Linked DNA regions of Gasterosteus aculeatus: region 2 is linked to region 1. A link is a contact called in public Hi-C data. All regions are on one chromosome and are shown on one strand. The core of a region is the stretch at or near the end of the contact, and the rest is flanking DNA. Distances in the headings are between cores, read along the strand shown.

What was found. Hi-C and Micro-C count contacts between places; a contact is called where the count stands out from the background.
Region 2: a Hi-C map of skeletal muscle shows a contact between it and region 1, with 8 times the contacts expected there. The contact joins the promoter of LOC120810238 here to the enhancer-like site in region 1. A contact is called at or near these places in 3 of 6 Hi-C or Micro-C datasets (skeletal muscle and tail fin).

What each region holds. Positions count from the first base shown.
Region 1 is chr20:13,946,336-13,953,287 of fGasAcu3.hap1.1, forward strand. LOC120811217 (RNA-binding motif, single-stranded-interacting protein 3) reads right to left here. Exons shown (of 14, transcript XM_040166460.2): 9 at 5,507-5,603; 10 at 4,678-4,728; 11 at 224-340. Among protein-coding and RNA genes, the nearest start is that of entpd3, 16 kb to the left of the region's middle. Within about 2 kb of position 4,391, at least 1 of the 9 cell types and tissues checked has open chromatin away from gene starts, as enhancers often do.
Region 2 is chr20:14,099,402-14,106,503 of fGasAcu3.hap1.1, forward strand. LOC120810238 (ankyrin repeat and IBR domain-containing protein 1) reads left to right here and starts at 5,133. Exons shown (of 20, transcript XM_040164615.2): 1 at 5,133-5,329. It overlaps eomesb (eomesodermin homolog b), which reads left to right. Exons shown (of 7, transcript XM_078094168.1): 2 at 539-1,176; 3 at 1,302-1,456; 4 at 1,611-1,732; 5 at 2,047-2,205; 6 at 2,454-2,515; 7 at 2,725-4,066. The coding sequence starts at 650. The coding sequence ends at 3,511.

The DNA of each region.
Region 1 (6,952 bases), core at 3,141-5,640:
AAAAACACTGTCGTTTACCTTCTGGACGGAAAGCACTTTCTGACATTTATGCTGTAATACCTATCAGCGGTTTCTGCTGTGAGATTGTTTTAAATGCAGCCGATCATATAAATCTTTCTGAATAATGGTATTGAATAGTGTAACTGGAAAGATGAACACACACACACACAGACATATGAATGTAGAGCGAGGTGGTTTGGAGGCGGTACAGCGTGAGACTCACAGTGCCTGTGGTGCCCAGAGACATGTGGTTCATCTGCTGGGTGAGAGGAGCCATCACACTGGAGGGGTGGAGAGACAAACTGGGCTCTATAGCTGCTGCTGGGGTGATCACAGCTCCCTGAGGGAGGAACAAGGTCAACTGTTTTATTGTATCGCCAAGAAGTATTATACAAGCAACAACATAAGGGGTTTATGAAGTTTAGGTTTTAAGTTTGGTCTTGGTGAAGAAATAAATCAATAGAACACACCAAAACTTTGAATTTTAAGATTTGCCTGAAATGATAACTAACAGCCCTATGAGTCCTATGCAACAGGCTCAAACCACATCTACGTGATAGTCCAGTGTGTTTCACATCGATAGAGTACTGAAACCTACTCTAGAGGAGGCTTTTGTGCCGGCCTCACGGCAGACAAACGACAGCAATAAGAATGTGGATTTTTGTTTGTTTGTTTGTTGGCCTGATCCTATTGCATCCATCTAAATCCACGGGAAAGGATCAACAGCTTCCTCGGCCTCCCAGAAGCCAAAATGGGTAGAGGGCAAAATGACGTTTTAGAGTGCTTGTGGTGCGCATGCAATGGCGGCTGGACGTTAGTCGCTCTGACGGGAAGACATCAAAACATTTATTAACGGCTTGAGAAGGTGTGTTGGTATAATATCTCAGCAGCAGGAGGAGGACTTTAGAAGAGCTCAGCAGCCACTGACACTGCAAGGTTTGTTAGCCCGTCGGTGGCAAATACTATCTACCTATATTCACCTTTCTGCTGTGTGTTGTTAAGAGAAGGGGGAATGTCTTGCATTTATTAACTTAAGTTAGTAAGTTTCTTCATAGATGTCACAGTAAACCTGGAGAGAGTTTTTTGGCCACCTGCGCTCTTGGACATTCTCTTAGGGTGGCGGAGGAGCGCAAGAAAGCAAATGTGCGTATTTGCAAAATGTAGAACTACTCCTTTAAACTGGTTGAAAAGCTGTAGTCAAACCAGAACGTAGACTAGACACCAGACTAGATGACATGGATTATGAGAGTAAAATGTCACACTTGATATGCATGTGTACTGCAAAGGGAACGGGGTGTTTACGTATGCTATACTAGTAAAGAAGAGCTTTTTGAGACAGCTAGCCTCAAAAGTAAATCGTTCATAATAGAAAGACTTCCAACCAAGTTAGATGACTAAAAACGGTTTGACAGCAGTGCAGCCAGTCAGCCGGCTCGCGGGGCAGGAGGCCTGACGGGGCGAGCGTCTGAATGGAGCAGAAAGGCTCTTACTGTAAATCTCTCCAACGTGGAGGGCTTTGATGCCTGCTAACACCTTGATGCGCTGAGCTCTTCTCTTCCAGTTCAGCTCAGCTATAGCTTCAGCAGCTCTGTATTTATTAGGAGACTCCTCACACTGTGTGCCGAGAGGCCTGGCAACATCCCTGCAGAGGCCTGTTCATTCCTGATAGCTGTTTAACTGCACTTCCCGTGAGCCCAGACAGCATCCGTGGACGTGTGTCAGCATCGCTACAGAGAGCGGTCGGCACTTCTGTAGCTGCATGTTGAGACGGGATGTTAGAAGAACACAGGTATTAAATGGAGGTATTTTGGGCACCGGCCCAGTTATGTGGCGGTCGCTCTTAAAGCTCTGTGTCTGTGGAGTCTCCTGAGGAGGCTTGAACAACACAAGCACACTGACAAAGTAAAAACACAAACAGTAATGGAAGTTCTAGCATTGTGAAGCGCTGTCAGAGTTGCTCATAGTTGCAAACCTCTGTGAGGGAAGTTCCTTGTGTCTGAAGGCTTCAGAGGGACACACACACACACACACACACACGGTACAGACAGTACAGGCAACAATCGTCGGATCAGTTAACAGTGTTGAGTGCTCTTCCTCCTGACTGCTGTGTTCAAAGGGAAATCTGTTTGAAGAACACAGCTGCCCAGCCATCAGGATCACTCCGTCAACATCGTCCTCACCACTGAATGACACACACACACACACACACACACACACACACACACAGAGAGAGGCTTCTGTACACAGATGCATCCAACAATCTGCCCACGAAGCCACACAAAGCGTCGGCTCCAGCCGGTAGATAGCAGGCAGAATCCAGCTATTAACCAGGATTTTCATCCATCTACATAATACATTCCCCCGTTTAATCATTTCTCATCCTCGCTCGCTCGCTCTCTCTCGTTCACGCAGTCTCGAAACAAGCTTCCACGCAGAAAGAAAGCTGCATTAAGCAAAAAGGAAACCTGCAAAGACTAATTGTCTGCTCTGGTTTACAGCTGTAGAAGGGTTGAACTTGCTGTCCCTGCACGCAGGGAAAGTAGTTGGTGCAAGACGAGTGTGTAATTAGATGCTGTGTATGTGTTAATGTTTTCAAGGATCGGACATTGTTTATTCTGGGGTTGGCAATACACGAGAACACAAGGTTGACGGTTATATTTTTCCGAGAGGACGGCAGAGAGAAAAGTACAGAATCTGCCTAAACTTTGAACTCGCTCCTTCTCTTGCTCACTCAATCCCTCCTCTTTTCTTCTCCTCCCCTTCTTTTTCATGCATTTCATTTTTCATTTTTTCTGTAAACAGATGAAATTGACTCGCGGAATGCCGCGAGTCACGAAGATGGCGTGACTGAGTGATTAGCAGAGGCGTTATTGCGTGCAACAGCTTCACTGTGTCGCACATTAATCAAAGTTAGCAGTCACTAACTGAGGCCCAGCAGTGAGGGAGCCTCTGCTACGATGGGAACAGAATTAAGCCGCTGTGTTTCTCTCAGCCCGTCTCCCTGAGTCCGTCTCCCTGACACAGCTTTAATTCCTCTGGTTCCAAGAAACACAATGACTAGCCGTCGCCTTTGTTGTCTTAACGGGGATTTTGACGACGCCGAGACAATACTGGGGAGCAGGCGCGCACAGCCCAGACATGCCTCTGCAGCAGTTGTTTTCTTTTCTTTGTTCTCAACGTATTCTGTCCTCTCCTTTCCCTGTGCCTGCTTCTACCTTCCTGTCCCCACTCTGTCAAATGTTCTCTACAGCTACTTTTTTCTTCTTCCTGTCCCTCATTCCGTCTTTTGCTCCTTATGTCGCTCCGTCTTCCCCCGAGTCTTTTGCGGCCTTATCAAGCGGCTCGACCAAACAATTAGAAGGGACACTTGATTGAAAACACATTTAGAGAAGGGGATTATTTTCTCTCACGGACATAATTTTAATTAGACATGACAACAGAATATTTTTAGGAGTTAGAGCACGGACACAAAGAGGAAGGAAACGAGAACTGTAGAGAGGAGGACAATAGAATTTTGAACTAATTTAACAATATATGACGATGGTTGCTGGAATCCCTCAGTTCCTGCCTGAGATAACATATCTGTGCTGCTTCTAACTATCGTCACAGTTTCAATGGAGCATTACTGAATTTTGCAGGAATATAGTCGGCAGATGTTTCCAAAACCCTGCTGGTAAGATAGAAATCTGGACGACAGATCATTCTTTTTAGACACATATCTATTGGAAAGGAGCGAGCCAGAAAAGTCCGGAGGAGCCAGCGTCGTCATGGGGTGTCCTGGGTGTCCACATGACGTGGCGTGTCTGAAATCTGATTAACACACTAATAACACGGATGTCCTCATTGTACTTCATCACTTCTCCGATGATGGAAATATTTTTCACACGGAGAATCTAATCTAATCTAATCTATTCACGCCACTTTTCAGGGCAGGCGTGTAGTTAAATCACATGAGTTTACAGGCTAGTAAAAAAAACAGTTTATTGAACTGCACTGTAGACGAGCAGAGCCAGTGAAACTGTAAACTGCTGATGAATAAATCTTTAAGAGGTGATTACGGTTTACCGTTTATCTGAAGCCTTTCAGGGTAATGGTGTGGTTCCAATATGAATCTGTGATTTCCTTATTCATTAAACCTGCTGCGCTTTGAAAAAACCAACAAGGTATTACGCATGCGAGGCAACGATGTGCCTCTCTTCTTCTGACAATTATGTGGAATATGTGTGTGCATCACTGTTTACGTTAATATCCACTTTAATATCAGTATAACATTTCGATCAACCACACCTTTGGAAGTCAGCTTTGTATCTGCAGTCTCATTTCAAACCAGCAGGGAGCAACCTTCTATTGTGGATTACAAACTCCGCTGAGCTCTGCTGTTAAAGGAGGTCGTGCACCGGCTGATTCAGCAGGGTAAGACTCGCATGCAGGGCTTACTCTTTTTTTTCAGCACTGATATGGGTTTGGCTGTCACGTGCCGCACTTGTGGGGAAGCTGTTTTGTTTCTGTTTTGTTATTTGGATCATTTTCCGTTACTTGCTTCATCTTTTGCATTGACATACGGGAAACAAATGAAAAATAACAAAAACTGCGTACAGTCACAATTGGAACGATCCAATAAATGTCTATGCTTTACATGACATAAGAACAAAAAATAGAGCGGTCTTAAAAACTTACTGTAGGTTGCATTACATACTGTTGATGTGGCATCCACGATGTACTCTGGACCTGAGGTGATGAGAGGACGCAGGGAGAAGCAACGGCAGGAAATGACAACATGCACCAATGTTGCATGTACCGGTGATGACAATTAAATCAGAAATGATAGAGGAAACAGAAAAAGATTGAGTGTTGAAATATAAATAAATAAGAGAAAATGAAGAGGATGGGGATGAGTAGGCGGATACAGAAGGGAGGAAATTATAAATATAGTTGTAAGTGGTTAAAGAATTGAAAAAGAGAAAACATAAAGAAGGTGAATTGGAAGGCAGCATGGCAAAGCCATAATGAGAAAAACACAGAGGAGAGGAGACAAAGATGAATCATTAGCTCTGGTCTTTACAAGCATATTTCAGAGCCTCAGTACCTGCAGCAGCGTGTCCTAACGGATATTACATCCCTAACTGAGGGTCCACTATACAGCATGTTATTCTGCAATTATAAGAGGATATAAAGGCCACAGCGAGCAATAAAGTCTAATAATTACTGCTTCGCAGCGGAGGTTTCATCATCAAAGTCCGCTTTGATCATTGAATGCTCAGTTAAATCTGTGGCCTGGACAGAGAGGTTTAGCAACGGCAAAATGTATGGCTGAAAATTGAACTTGTGTTTTGTAGAAGTGACTAGAAGAAGACGTAACAGTTTAACCAAGTACCCGGAATTTGGAAGAAAAAAGCAACACAATGAAACCATCACTTATTATTCTAAATACGCAACCCCATATTCACTTATTTAGCTTATCTGGAGTCCTTCCGGCCAGCAAAACTTGTGAGAGGGGTCCACACACCTGATATGTGGAGACAGGCGAAGCAGCGATGAAGGGTGTGATCGAAGTCTGTGCAATCATCCGATTGGTGGAGATGCTGTAAGGTGACGAGTAAAACCTGTGCAGCGAAAAAGAAACGTGTTACATTATGAAAAATTGCTCAACTGCCCAGCAGGGTAAAGCAGAACCAAGAGCATGTTGACAGGACGTAAATGTGGCGTCAATCAAGAGGCTCCTCCGCCCATACAGCTCTTTTTAGCTCTTCACATGTAGCCACATGCAAAGGTGAAAATGAGCCTTTGGTACGTCTTTGTTTTCAACCACAAAGTGCACTTCAAGACATCACTGACAAAATGTATCAGACATCATCAAGGCTGTCATGGAAACAATAACATATTGCAGCCTCGTTCTGTGCCTCACCATCAAAGTCGTCTTTGAATTAGACTTGACACTCACCGGAGCAAACACCATGTTACTAAGGAGTCTGCTATGCATGATAATGAATTATCGCCTTAATGTGTGAGTGGGTGAAATATTTCTGTCTTGCCCCCTATGTTCCAACCTACGCACACTGCACTAAGCACAGGGAGCTGCATCTGTAGCATCTGCATTTTCTACTCAGTTTACGTCACTCCCATTGTTTGCCCTTCTGATTTGGCCCTCTCTCTTTTTGTCCCCTTCGCCTCCTTAGCGATGCAGCGGTGGAGCGCGGTGGCTCGCAGTGCTTTATTTATCATTGTGTACCTAGAGAGGACATGTTTCATCCAGCAGGCCATGTTGCTTTGCACAATCGATCCCAAAGTGTCAGTTGAATAATGGAGGAAGGGAGGAGAGAAAACAAAAAGGCCTCTTCTATCCATCTCTCACATACGCAACCAACGCTTAAAAAGCTGATTTACCACAATCAACTTTTTATGCGTTTTTTCTTTTTTAAACGTAACATTTTGGAAGAATAAAGACACTGCTGGTTTACTTTCAAAGGTATATCAAACTAATTCTGCTAAATATGATATTATTTAACATGTTCATTTCATTCATAAAGCTCTGTATCACGCATAACAATATACAATATCCACTCTATCATCAGTTTATTATCAGTGTTATTTACCTGCTATTCTACACTTTGACACCAGAATATATTTCATTTCCAAGGTGAAATAGGTTGGTCAACCGCTTTATTATTGCACTTTCTGTTTCACATAACATTTGTTTAGTCAGTGAATAGCACATGCAGTTCTGAACTGCAAACCCTCAGGTTTTTTTCAACTACCTCTGTCCTGGCCTTGTGCATGCAGCCTCCCTGTTGGATTATTATGTTCTACTTGGTGCTTTGAAGCCTACAAAATAGAAGCGTAGAGTATAGCTTCAATGGTTATACCACACACACACACACACACACACATCATTGACCTTAGCTCTAGAAAGACACATCTCATTAAATACGGCATTATATATTTTTATCTTGAT
Region 2 (7,102 bases), core at 3,883-6,382, 150 kb after region 1:
GGCTATTACCGATTCCACTCCAATATTACTGCTAAATGTGAAGCATTCCAAATAAAGCGTAACCTTATTTATTTTCGATCTGGTCAGATGTCTTATTTGTCAAGACTTATTTGTTAGCTCTCCTTGTGACATTGGGAAAAAATAATAGGAGACCTGAATTGCTACACACCAGTTAGGAAGAACCATTTATTTTATTTCTTATTTTAAAACTGAGAAATAGTTCATCGAGAGGAACACGGCGGCTGTGACGATCACGACTTGTTTGTGCGTTACTGCAAAGCCCAGGCTGCTTTATTTAAAAACAGTGCAAGTTTTGATGGACTTCACAGCCGCACCCCGATACGCCCCCGGTGATCTGCTGTGCTTTGATATGACAAAGGTCACATTCCCCCCTTCACCTCCCCAAAGGCCCATTCTTCTCCGCGCAGTTTGGCACTCGGGCCTTTTAGAAGATGGTGAATCAGGTAAACCCCGCGGAGTGCGGATGTTGCCCATAGTCGGGCCCGCTCCTAATCGCAATATACATTTGTCTCTCCAGATTTCGGACATCGGTGGACGCTTTTGTCTCAGGAGACACCTGATTCCCTGTAAAGAGCAATTTCGCCTGAGCTCAAAGAAAGACACCTGTGACCAGAGGCGAACAGCAGGCATGCTGGGCGGCGAAGGGGAAAGCAGCACCTTCACTTCTGCGAAGGAAGGAGCGCAGGACCGGCGCAAGTCTCCGGCTGTGGATGGGGACGAGTCCGCTGCCGGCGGCAGGTACGCGGAGCACGCGATGGGGGCGGACCGCTCCTACTACATCCCGTCCGCGGGTTCTAAACAGAGCCCGGACACCCCGAACCACTGCTCGTTCATCCCCTACACGCCCAGTGCGACGGTTTACGCCGCGTCCGGCGCCGGCAGGTACCCCTCTTCTCTCCACTTGGGCTCCGTGTTGCCTCCCGCGGGGTTCGCCCCCTCCGCCGCGGGACGGAGTCACTTCAGCCCGGCGTACCAGCTCGGCCAGAGCCCCGGCTGCATCTACCCGGCCTACGGCAGTTCGGGGTCGGCTCTCGGCAACATAGCGGTGCCGGCGGCGGGCCCCGGGATGAAGGCCCAGGTGTACCTCTGCAACCGGCCGCTGTGGCTCAAGTTCCACCGGCACCAGACCGAGATGATAATCACCAAGCAGGGCAGGTGAGAGGATAAGGCCCGGGAAATTTGCTGGACATGGGCACCAAGAACGGGCTTTCTCTGTAAAAAAAAAAATGCTTTTTTAAAATTGCTTTATCATTTATTCGATGTTGTTTTTGTGCTTTCAGGCGGATGTTCCCGTTCCTCAGTTTTAACATAGCTGGTCTCAACCTAACAGCGCATTACAACGTCTTCGTGGAGGTGGTGCTGGCGGACCCGAACCACTGGAGGTTCCAAGGTGGCAAGTGGGTCACCTGCGGCAAGGCGGACAACAGCGGCCAAGGTAGTGAAACAGGTCGATAACTTACATTACTAACCAGCGATTTTGTTTGTTTTATTTATTAACTCTCAAAAGTACAAATATTTCGATGCATAATAACACGTGTGTGTCTAGTGCTCTTTAGCACCTGGGGCTAAAGGCGTCGTCTTTATTTCAGGAAACAAAGTGTACATCCACCCAGAGTCTCCGAACACGGGAGCCCACTGGATGAGACAAGAGATTTCTTTTAGCAAACTGAAACTCACGAACAACAAGGGGACCAATCACAATACTACACAGGTATGAAGCACTAAATAACTAAATGAAACGAAATTACAATGTTAACTGATTTTTTCATAGATATATGCAGTTAAATATCAATATAAACCGGAATCGACTTGATTACAACACCATTAATAGTTTAATGTAAATTACAAGATACATATTTTAATAAAGTTTGGATGTAAATTAGTTTGTTTCGTTAAATATAACCACATCTATAAAAAAAAGGTATACTTGCAGAAATTGGGAATGTGTGGGGAATTATGATAAAATAAACGTTTTGTTTTATTTGATCAGAGGATTTAACGGATTTTACCCTGTTGATTATGCAGATGATTGTCCTGCAGTCGCTGCACAAGTATCAGCCCCGGCTGCACATCGTCGAGGTGATGGAAGACGGGGTGGAGGACATCAGCACTGAGGTTAAGACTCAGAGCTTCACCTTTCCCGAGAACCAGTTCATAGCTGTGACGGCCTACCAGAACACTGATGTAAGCATTTTGGGATAAACTACTCAGACTATCTCTGCCTTATAAGGAACGGCATTCTGTTTTGATCAATTTGTAATCTTTACTCATTCAAAGTTATTCAATGGACATAGGTTTTTAATGTCTAACTATCTGCCATTTCATTGCATTGTTTGACATGTGTAGGTTATTAGGCATGTGACTGCACGATGCTTGTTCTATATCTTCTCATATTAATATAAAATGTATTCTTCCATTTTGCTTTATTCAAGATTACACAACTGAAGATTGACCACAACCCGTTTGCCAAAGGATTCAGAGATAATTATGACTCGTGAGTATTTCATTTCTCACCGACTACAGAGTATTAATATCACATTCTAACAACACAGTAATTCATAAAAGTATTAATATTATCACATATACCGTCGTACTGTTTTGTAAATTATTTTTATTTACCGACTCGAGATTTAGTTTTCACACCATGTTTTTTTTCACCGAGACACTTTTGAACTCAAGTTCATAACTACATGTGTTTTTCAGGATGTACACAGCTCAAGAAAATGACCGCCTAACACCATCTCCGACCGACTCGCCCCGGGCCCACCAGATTGTCCCCGGGGCCCGCTACACCATGCAGCCCCTCTTCCAGGACCAATTTGTCAACAACCTTCCCCAGAATCGCTTCTATAACAGCGAGAGAGCCGTGCCGCAGACCAACAGCCTCCTCTCGCCTCAGACAGAAGACGGAACTTCGCAGAGGTGGTTTGTCACCTCCATGCAGCAAGGGGGGAACGGCACTAGCACCGGCAACAAACTGGACCTGACCCCCTACGAGGGAGAATACTCAAGCTCCCTGCTTCCTTACGGAATCAAATCCCTGTCCATGCAAACATCCCACGCTCTCAGCTACTACCCGGACTCTCCTTTCACCACCATGTCTGCAGGGTGGGGGTCCAGGGCAGCTTACCAGAGAAAGGTCTCTCCCAGCCTGCCTTGGTCTCCCAGGCCCAGTCCCACCACTGGCTTCCCAGAAGACTCAAACAAAGTGAAAGCACAGATTGAAGAGGAGGTGAACAGCAGCGGAAGTCTGATCTCCTCCTGGGCAGACGCACAGTCGTCCGCTCTGTCCTTAGACAAGGCTGATTCTTATTCCACAGCCTGTAAACGAAGGCGTTTGTCACTCAATGGTCCCGGCGCAGAGGACTCATCCTCTGACATCAAGTGTGAGGACTTGGCCTCTGTTTCCATCAACAGTAGCTCCTATAGCAAAGACGCCCCCTCAGCCAAAGGCATGGCAGCTTACTATTCCTTTTACACAAACCCTTGAATGGTTCGTCATCTCTCATTTTGTTTATTCATAGTTTGCCACCAGTGATAAAAGTCATGTTTTACTGTTTTTTAGGGTTCATGTGAACACCCAGAATTTGTCTTGGTGTCAATAAATGTGGTGATCACATATTGTTTTCCGTTTGTGGTCACACAGAAAATATTAAGGACACAAATAATTAATTGTGCCACCAAGGGGCATGTGGCACAATATCAGCATCTGCATTATTGTCACACATTCTATCTATTCTGTTTCAGTCTGTCCATTCTCAACTTTGTATATATTTTTTTCTCCACCCCATTATGTAACTTTGTATTTGAAGTTTTGAAAGTGCAAAAGCATTTGTTAAGATACGCCTTAAAAAAACAACATGGTCTGTATGTTTTTGTGTGCATACATTAGTCTATCTGCCTTTAAGTGAGGTTATGTGTTTACAGATTATTTATTGAAGGCCTGTTGATATGAAATCTGCACTCATAAATGTGTTGAAGATATGCTATAAATACCTTCATTGCAATGTTCGAATATTTGATAATAAAAGGCTTATGTGTTCTATTGAGTGTCTGATTCTTTATTTATTATCCCTGTTTAAATATACCTTACTGTATATATGATGGACTAATTGGTATATTTAATAGAAGCATTTGTTGAATTGACCAGTTAAAGTCTGTAATTCCTCACACTGTCCTATTTAATGCTGGTATATATTTTAATTGGTTCATTGCACATTAAGAACTTGAATTTATTGTAAGTCGCTAAGGATAAAAGAGTCAGCTAAATGACAAAAAATAATGTAACGTAACATAGGAACCAGTGCATGCATGCAGGATTGATGGAAGGAAAAGCCACTTAAATCTTATCTGAGTCACCCTTTTGATGTACAACACATAAAGACTGGACGGTTGAAAGGATGCCAAGCGTAACTTCACCTCCATCCAAAAGCACGACGTGCACTATTTGATTCTTTGGTCTCTGTCGCACTCTAGTGTCATTTTATTGTACTAGCAGCTACGAAATGAATCACTCCAGGAGCCTGTTGTTGAAATCACCGGCTCTGTACAGGTTGAGATGAGCGCCATGTGAAATCAATCATATTGTAATATTATCTTATTATTCAATATAATGACCAGAACATGCTAAATCCACAAAACAATCCAATTTTGATGACTTTTTGTATTTTCTGTCCCAGGGAATCTGTACATTTGAATGACACGCTGGTATGTTCGTCACATCGCGGCACGCGTGCTGATCCCGTTACACAGTGGACTTTGAAACCAACATCATACCATAAAAAAACACCCACTTAGTTCAACATTGCATTAGATTAGATTAGATTCAACTGTATTGTCACTGCACAGGGTACAAGTACTGAGGCAACGAAATGCAGTTCAACATCCAACCAGAAGTGCAAAATAGCAAAAAGTGCAGAGTATGTGCATATGTAAAGTGTAATAAGTGAATAAATAGATATGTACAGTAAGAAATAGTTATGCAATATGAACAGTAAGAAATGGATATGTAATAACAGTGCAAATGTTCAGTGGCTGCATACCGTAATTTCAGAATACTGTTACAATAGCGTGTAAAACTAGTTACTACTAATAGTAGCATCAGTGCGTGAGCGTGTTTGGATCTCTCCCTCCGTCTGTTTTGGGGTTTAGATTGCAAACCTGGCAACCCGCGCAGCAGCCAGCAGCCGAGAGTAAACGAGGAGTTTACAGGAATAACGTCGCTGCCTCGGCCAGACGTCGTTTGCGGATTGCCTCGCCAACAAGCTGTCCTCTGTTCGCCGCCGGCGAGTGACAGTCGGTCCTCGAGGTCAGGTCTGCCACCGCGATATGTACCACGCGTGTAAGAATACTTGTCACTCGTCGTTTAAGTTACCAAGAGTTTTTTACTAACTGTGCTAGCTTAGTTGGCTAGCAGCACGGCTGACGCGCTAGCGCGTGCGCTGACGTTAGCTAACGCAGGCACGAGCGTCATGATGTTTAAAAAAAAAAAATGTTTTTTGAACAACATCAAGCTAACAATGCTGTTGTCCACTATGCGTTGTGATGAACACTGACCCTTTGAACAAACGGAATGATTTGCAGCTAACGCTTCCCGAGGTCTGTTGGCAGGTGAATGCTCTCACGAACCTGACGTTATATTGTAACTAACTCCCAAAACGGACTGTTTATTAACTACACAACACTCAGTCGGGTTCGAGCTAGCGGAAACGGTAAACAGCTGCAGACAACACGGGCAAAGGCCTGCGAGAAGGACTTCACTGACCAACTATTAACGTTGTTTACTGGTGTGTGTGTGTGTGTGTGTGCGCTTAACTGCCACTGGCAGGTGGGCATGTTTAACTGCATGTCGCCTGATGCCGTCACGGAGGAGTGTTCTTTAAACAATTGCCACACGTGTTGTTAGTTCTACAATTACAGTGTGTCCTTATCGCGGAGTGTGTTATCACCTGTGACATCGTGTGTTTGTGATGACGGTGATTCCCAAGGTGCCCGTCCTCTGTTCTGCAACAACAACAACAACTTTAGTTTACTCGCAGTAAGTGAGCCAAACCTCGACTAATCAAAGTTAACAGAGGTCAGATTTAACCACATCAAAACAACCAGTGCAGCACTATCCACGTCCCGTTTGTTCGGTCATATGCCGTCGTACTGGCCAAACAAACGTTCCATTTAAAAACACCTCCACGCGTGTGATATTCAAATTTACATTTTAAGTGTGAAGTATTTCCAGCAGTCTTAATGTTACTTGTGTGCATGTGTCCCATTAAAAGTATGCCTGAGATGTCTACAACCACCGCCTTAAATGAGCCACTTTTGTATGTATGTTATGTCAATTATGGTAGGAAAAATAAACACATTTCTATAGAGACTACATCATACACACGTACAAGAAATCACAACATTATAACCTTCATGGTGGTGGGATTTATTACAGGACTGTATTAAACAACCTTAGTTTTAGTAGGTCTAAATAATAAAATGGTAGCTGGCTGTATACCTTTGCTTCTGTATGTACACATACATATATACATACATGTAAGAGGTGTGACCCTTCAACTTCAAATTTTTACTTCAGAAATGTGGCTTGACGTAAACATTCCCTAAATTATAGTGGGAATAACTTTTTACTGCCAGAAAGATTACAAAAGCCCTCTGGAATTTGCTCCATTACATAGACACACCGAGTTGCTTTTGTTGTTTAAGCTGACCGCGTGTAAAGCTTAGTCCAGAGAGTCAGGTTCATACACAATTTAGACTGTTTACATGGCTGCCAAAAATAATCAATTGTCCTGCAAATGGAATGTCAACAAAAGTGTCCCACTTCCTTTGTTATTGTTGTGCACTTGCAGCAAGTGGTATGCTATGTATTTGTAATGTTTTCAGGAAGCATTTTTTTTCCTTCTATTGTGCACATAAGTTCTGCACACCGAGCTATTACTGTGTACGTTTTTTATGGTCATAAGAATTCAATTTCATGAGCTATATCATGCTGAAGGAGAAGTGTTTTGTTGGTTTGTGCTGGAGCTAAAAAATACATAAAAGCATCACATGGCCCAAACAGTCATTACCATATGGTGCT